Regions from separate parts of the Mus musculus genome. Here region 2 is linked to region 1. Evidence: chromatin contacts called from public HiChIP or PLAC-seq data. All regions are on one chromosome and are shown on one strand. Each heading gives the region's core, a stretch centred on a gene start, on an enhancer-like site or on the middle of the called end of the contact. The rest is flanking DNA. Distances are from core to core; before and after follow the strand shown. Region 1 overlaps Skap2 (src family associated phosphoprotein 2). Region 2 overlaps Halr1 (Hoxa adjacent long noncoding RNA 1).

Region 1 (2,825 bases), core at 163-2,662:
GAGGGTATAGGGAACTTTCAGGATAGCATTTGAAATGTAAATAAAGAAAATAGATAATAAAAAAAACCTAGTGAATGTGTTAGCAGGAGTGCTCCTCTTTCTCCACATTCTCTCCAACATGTGTTGTCACCTGAGGTTTTGATTTTAGCCATTATGATTGGTGGAATCTCAGGGTCATTTTGATTTGCATTTCTCTGATCACTAAGGACTTTGAACTTTTCTTTAGGTGCTTCTCAGCCATTCAAGATTCCTCAGTTGTGAATTCCTGGTTTAGTATATACCCCAGTTTTTGATTGGGTTGTTTGTTTTTTTGGTGATTAACTTCTTGAGTTCTTTATATATTTTGGATGTTAGCCTTTTATAGGATGTGGGGTTAGTGAAGATTTTTTCCCAATCTCTAGGTTGCTGATTTGTCTTTATCAACTATGTCCTTTGCCCTACAGAAACTTTCCAGTTTCATGAGGGCTCATTTATCAATTGTTGATCTTAGAGCATGAGCCATTGGAGTTCTGTTTAGGAAATTTCACCCTGTGCCAAATGAGTTCAAGGCTCTTTCCTACTTCTCTTCTATTAGATTCAATGTATCTGATTTTATATTGAGGTCCTTGTTCTACTTGGACTTGAGCTTTGTACAAAGTGACAAATATGGGTCTATTTTCATTCTTCTACATACAGACCGCCAGTTAGACCAGCACTATTTATTGAAGATGCTTTCTTTTTCCATTGTATATTTTTGGCATCTTTGTCAAAGATCAAGTGACCGAAAGTGTGTGTAAAAAATTAATTAAAAATAAAATTAAGTTAAAAAAGAAACTGATGTAACTTAAAAAAAAAAAAAAAGAATGTGTTAGAAGGAGGTTAACTAAGTGACCATAAATTGATTTCTACCTTTCAGCTTCATTTCACCTGCCTTATTCAGGAGTTATCCAAGGTTCAATATTTAAAGGAAATATAAACACCAGCTTTACAAAGCCTATGGATAATACTTGTCTTTCTCTTAAGAGTTCCCCATCAGCTTCTTTTGGAACTAAAATTTATTGCCAAGTTAGTCTATTGTCTCTCTAGTAGTGGTTAAATATGCAGATATCTTTACAAGGGCACCACAATGCCATCTCCTTTCGGCAGAGTTTGGTGGCTATAAAATGGGAAGTCTTACAAAGTAAGCAAATATAAATACTTATTTTTTAAGAAAGTTTTTTAACTAAGGAAAACCCCCACATGTGTTATTTTTAACACTGAGTTTTACATGCACCATGCTTTTGTTCAAAGGCTAAATATGCCCTGTTTTATATAGCCTGAAAGAATTACTTTTGTTAGTGATTGTACCCTGCTGAGGGACAGGCTTATGTCTTGGTCTTCTGTCTTTTGTGGTCCTAAAGACAAATGGGCAGTAGCTCTAATTATCTTGTAAAATAAGCAATAAAACTGACATAGCAATAGAACTTTTACCATTATAATGGTCTCTGTGAGCACATTCTTGTACTCCAACCTCAGAGAGCAGGACTTTGCTATGTCTTAGCTGCTACTTTGTGCAATTGTGTTAGGCTAGGACAAGCTGGGAGAAAAACCCAGTCCATGTTGTTTCTCAAGTGAAAATAAATTTTAACCATATGACCATTCAGAAGTTAGGAAAGTTGTTATATTTACTTTGATTTTACTGATGGTAAAATTACTAATGAAAGGCTTCATATTTGTGTGTAGATCTGCAAACTCTGGTTGGCTACCTGTTTTTGTTAGCCGGTAAGCAAAAGGTAGTTTCCACAGTTTAAAATGATTAAAAAAGAATATGTTTCCCAGCATGTGAGCACAATTTGACATTGAAGTCTCATTGGCCATGAGTAAGGTCTTATTGGGATATAGTTGAGCCCATTCATTTCTGTATTGTCTATGCTGCTTTCAAGTGAAAGGTAGTAGTGAACAGTGTGACACAGTCTGTCTGGATGGTGGAAAACCAAGGTTGTTTACTCTGCATACTGTCTAGATAGCTCCTCTGCAAGAATGGGACCCGTTATACATGCAGAAGCTGGCTGGCGGAGGGGTGGTGGGATTTTAAGAGAGGAGTGGTACATGCATGGATTGAGTTGAGCAGAATAAATGTCTGGCATGGTAAGAGCACTGAGTGTTTGCTCCAGCCACACATTTGCTTCAGAGGATTCTCTTAGTACCGACTCAGACAGGCTGTTTTACAGGAACCAGTATAGAGAGGTTAAGTAACTTGTCTAAAGTTAGGACTGAAAACAAAAGTTGGTTTTCCAGTTTAGCCCAGTGACTTTCTCAAAAGTCATACTTTGTAAATGTCTTCCATTGAACGTGTTCTATTCTCTAGTAAGAGTCAAGGATACAGGAGGAAATCCTAATTTGAAAATCTGAAGTTGAAAATGACACGCCACTACAAATGGAAAATTCCACACCATGAAACTTGCACAAAATTATTAAAATATTATGTAAAATTACTATTTAAATATATATATCAAATGTATTTGAAACATAAATGACTTTCATGTTTAAACCTGTATTCTGTCTCCCAAATAATCTCGTCTTGTTTATGTAGATATTTCCATATCAGAACTGAATTAATTCTGTTCCTTCCTATGCATTTTAGATAAGGCTGCTCAGTGTGTCTTCTTCTTTAGGGGGAAACCCTCACTGCTTCTCTAGCGTATAATATTACTGTGCTTGAAAGAGCTTAATTTGAAATTGAATTATTTTAGTTTATTAGAGATTATAAACAGGTTCTCCACTTATAAAGCATAAACTACTTGTTCTTTTTTTAAATTATAAACATTTTAAAATCTGTATTTGAGTGTTTAATTTGCATGCGTGTA
Region 2 (2,825 bases), core at 159-2,658, 160 kb before region 1:
AACCATCCATTCAAAGCAGTCAACTTTGAAAAGAAGTGAAGGAAGGCAAATGAAGAGAATTGAGTAAGACTTTTAAAAAGGATTTACTTTATTTATGTTATGTGTATGGATGCTTTTGCTTGCCTGTATGTCTGTGTGCTATGTGTATGCACTGCTCAAGCAGGCCAGAAGAGGGCGATGGGTCCCCTAGAACTGGAGTTACGGGCATCTGTGAGCTGCCACCAGGATGCTGTGAACCCCTGCAAGTACAGCAACTGTTGAGCCATTTCTCTAGCCCACACGAGAATTTTATTTATTTATTTATTTATTTATTTATTTATTTATTTATTTATTTATACAGGGTCTCTACATAGCCCTGGCTATCTGGGAACTCACTATGTAGACAAGGCTAGCCTTGAACCCACAAAAATTTGCTTAACTCTGTCTTCTGAGTACTGGGTTTTCAAGCTTGTACCAGTATGCCCAGTTCAAGAACGGGTTTTTAAAAGGAGGTTAGAAAACATACTTTCCTGCTTTGCAAAAATCCATGGATAAATTAATATTGTTGCAAAGTATTTTTTGATTTTAAGAAATGTCTTGAAATTGAATTAAAATGTTTACAAATGCTTTGAAATTAGCTCTTAATATGTTTCTGTAAACTCAGATGCATTCTCTTTGGTCTTATGTGAAGTTTTTGTTGTTGTCTTTAAAGATTGTTTTTATTAATGTGTAAATGTGTGCATTTGTACACTACTTGTGTCTAAAAGTCTTGTGACCTTGTCAGGCAGAAGAGGGTGTGGGTCTCCTGGAATTAATTACAGTCACTTGTTCGATGAGTCACCAGGCTGGGGACTGAACTCAGGCACTCAGCTTCTCTGGAAGAGCAGGCAACTCTTACCTCGGAGTCACCTTTTCACAAGGCTTGATGTGTCGTTGAACTAGGCTGCCCATCTTGAATATTCAAGTTATTTTTCTGTTCTTCCTTTCCTTGGTGACATTTGTGACTTCACTCATATTTTCTTGCCTGTGGATCAAACCAAAAACTTGAACTCTAAGTTCATTTAGATATGAATAGTTTGTCCATAGGTTGGCTATTTAAAAAGTCTGTGGTAAAGCTCTTTAAAATAGTAAGTATGGCTATTGTAATATAACACACACACACACACACACACACACACACACACACACACGGAGAGAGAGAGTTTAAAACTCCCACTTTTTAAAAACAAGGTCTGAAGAAATGTGTCTCTCTAGAGTCTGTCTGGAATGACTAACCATAGATTTCTTTCAGTCGGCGCTTCAGTCTCTGAATGTTTGGAACCTTTCTTGGTGAGCGTGGTGGAAATGTTCTCCAAGTGTTGTCACAGATCCTGTTATTGATGTTAGTGGCAGAGCCTTCTAACTCTAACCCCTGCTGAGCCTTTAGAAACCTGGTAGATTGTTAACAAGGTTAGCAGGAGGTCATGAACTCTGCTCTGTAGACATGCAAAGTCTCAGAGCTTTGATATGGAATTGGCAGGGAAAGCATTCTCATATTTTAGAAACTAAAATTGTTTATGAAGGACAAACTTATAAAAGCCTGTTAGGTCTTAATACAGTTTCTGCTGTATACACATTGCATTTTCAAACATAACGTGCTTAGAGAATTGTTAGGAAAAGCTCAATTCTGACAGTATGTATAGCATCCCCCACCAGCCATTTAAAAGAATTAACATTTTTTTCTATATGTTAATGGAAGCCATTTAGAAATACTTAGTTATTTCCATAAAGAAGGTGTGTGGTAGCCATGCTGTGAAACTCAGTCATTTGACGATGATCAAAACCTGCAGTCATTAAAAAGTATATTTGTTACTTATATACACTTAAGAAAATATTTAGAGGAACAATTGCTGCATTGGAGTCGCAGTTATGACGCCCAGTTGGATACACTGTGACTACAGTGGTGTGGTATTTTTTCCAGCAGGTATTTGGGTATGGAAGAATTTTCTAGTGACCACTTGAACATCCCTACACTTAGTGCAAGTGATGTCTACTAAATCAGGAAAAAGACAGGAGGAGGCAGAGGTAGGGGTGGGAAGTTCACTGAAGTTTAACCTCTTCAAGTGCTCCCTAAGAATACAGTTCTGAAGAAAGTTGTATGTACTGTCAGAATTTAGCCACGGGGAGGAAAAGCTCAGAGAATCCCCAAGCATGCGCATTTGATCCACTCTTGACTCTTGGTCCTACACTCTCTCGATCGATCGTTCTTTTAAGCTAAAGGAACGCGTTTTGACCTCATTCCAGCTCCTGGCTGATTTCTAGGGTCAGACTCCACCAGCCTGAATAGCTCTCTCCAGGAAAGGGAGGCACTTCCTGGTGGGTGCAGGGCTTCTTTGTGTGCAAAGCTGATTGTCTTCCCACCCATTAGCATTTATTGAGTATTTGGTGAACAGCTGGGCACACCAGAAGCGGGGAGAGCTGATGCTAGCAAGTCTTTCAGGAGTCTTCCCCCATTTGTCCAGGAAGACAACTGTACAAGTCGGTTCTTGAAGTACGTCTTCTAATGCGCCCTAGTAGATCTATGGAGATGATCCCACCCTTTAGAAATGAATCCGATCGGTTGGTGAAGGAGGAGCCCACCTGGCAGGAGACAGCATTTCCTACAGAGGGCACGGAACAAAAGCATCACGCTGTGTTTTTGAAGGCAAGCAAGGAGCCTGGTGTGACTTAGAGGTTGAAGCAAGGTTTTGGGGATGTCACAATCACAGTTATAAAAGCTTTGTCACTGGACATTAAAAATTTTTTTTTTAATTTTTTTAGCAAAGGGCTCTATCAGATGTTCTAAAAAGTTGTTAAAAGAAGAGCAG

What was found. HiChIP or PLAC-seq counts read pairs in DNA pulled down with a chosen protein or histone mark.
Region 2: a contact with region 1 is called in an H3K27ac HiChIP or PLAC-seq map of embryonic stem cells, with 5 read pairs. The contact joins two enhancer-like sites. A contact is called at or near these places in 1 of 115 datasets of contacts at active chromatin or transcription factors (embryonic stem cells) and 3 of 9 other capture datasets (adipose tissue, liver and pancreatic islet).

What each region holds. Positions count from the first base shown.
Region 1 is chr6:51,946,463-51,949,287 of GRCm38.p6, reverse strand. All of the region lies in intron 4 of Skap2 (src family associated phosphoprotein 2), which reads left to right. Among named protein-coding and RNA genes, the nearest start is that of Skap2, 65 kb to the left of the region's middle. Within about 2 kb of position 1,412, at least 9 of the 459 cell types and tissues checked have an H3K27ac peak or open chromatin away from gene starts, as enhancers often do. A contact at or near this core is called in embryonic stem cells, where this site is marked.
Region 2 is chr6:52,104,949-52,107,773 of GRCm38.p6, reverse strand. Halr1 (Hoxa adjacent long noncoding RNA 1) reads right to left here. Exons shown (of 3, transcript NR_110440.1): 2 at 878-1,003. Among named protein-coding and RNA genes, the nearest start is that of Halr1, 3.4 kb to the right of the region's middle. Within about 2 kb of position 1,408, at least 7 of the 459 cell types and tissues checked have an H3K27ac peak or open chromatin away from gene starts, as enhancers often do. A contact at or near this core is called in embryonic stem cells, where this site is marked.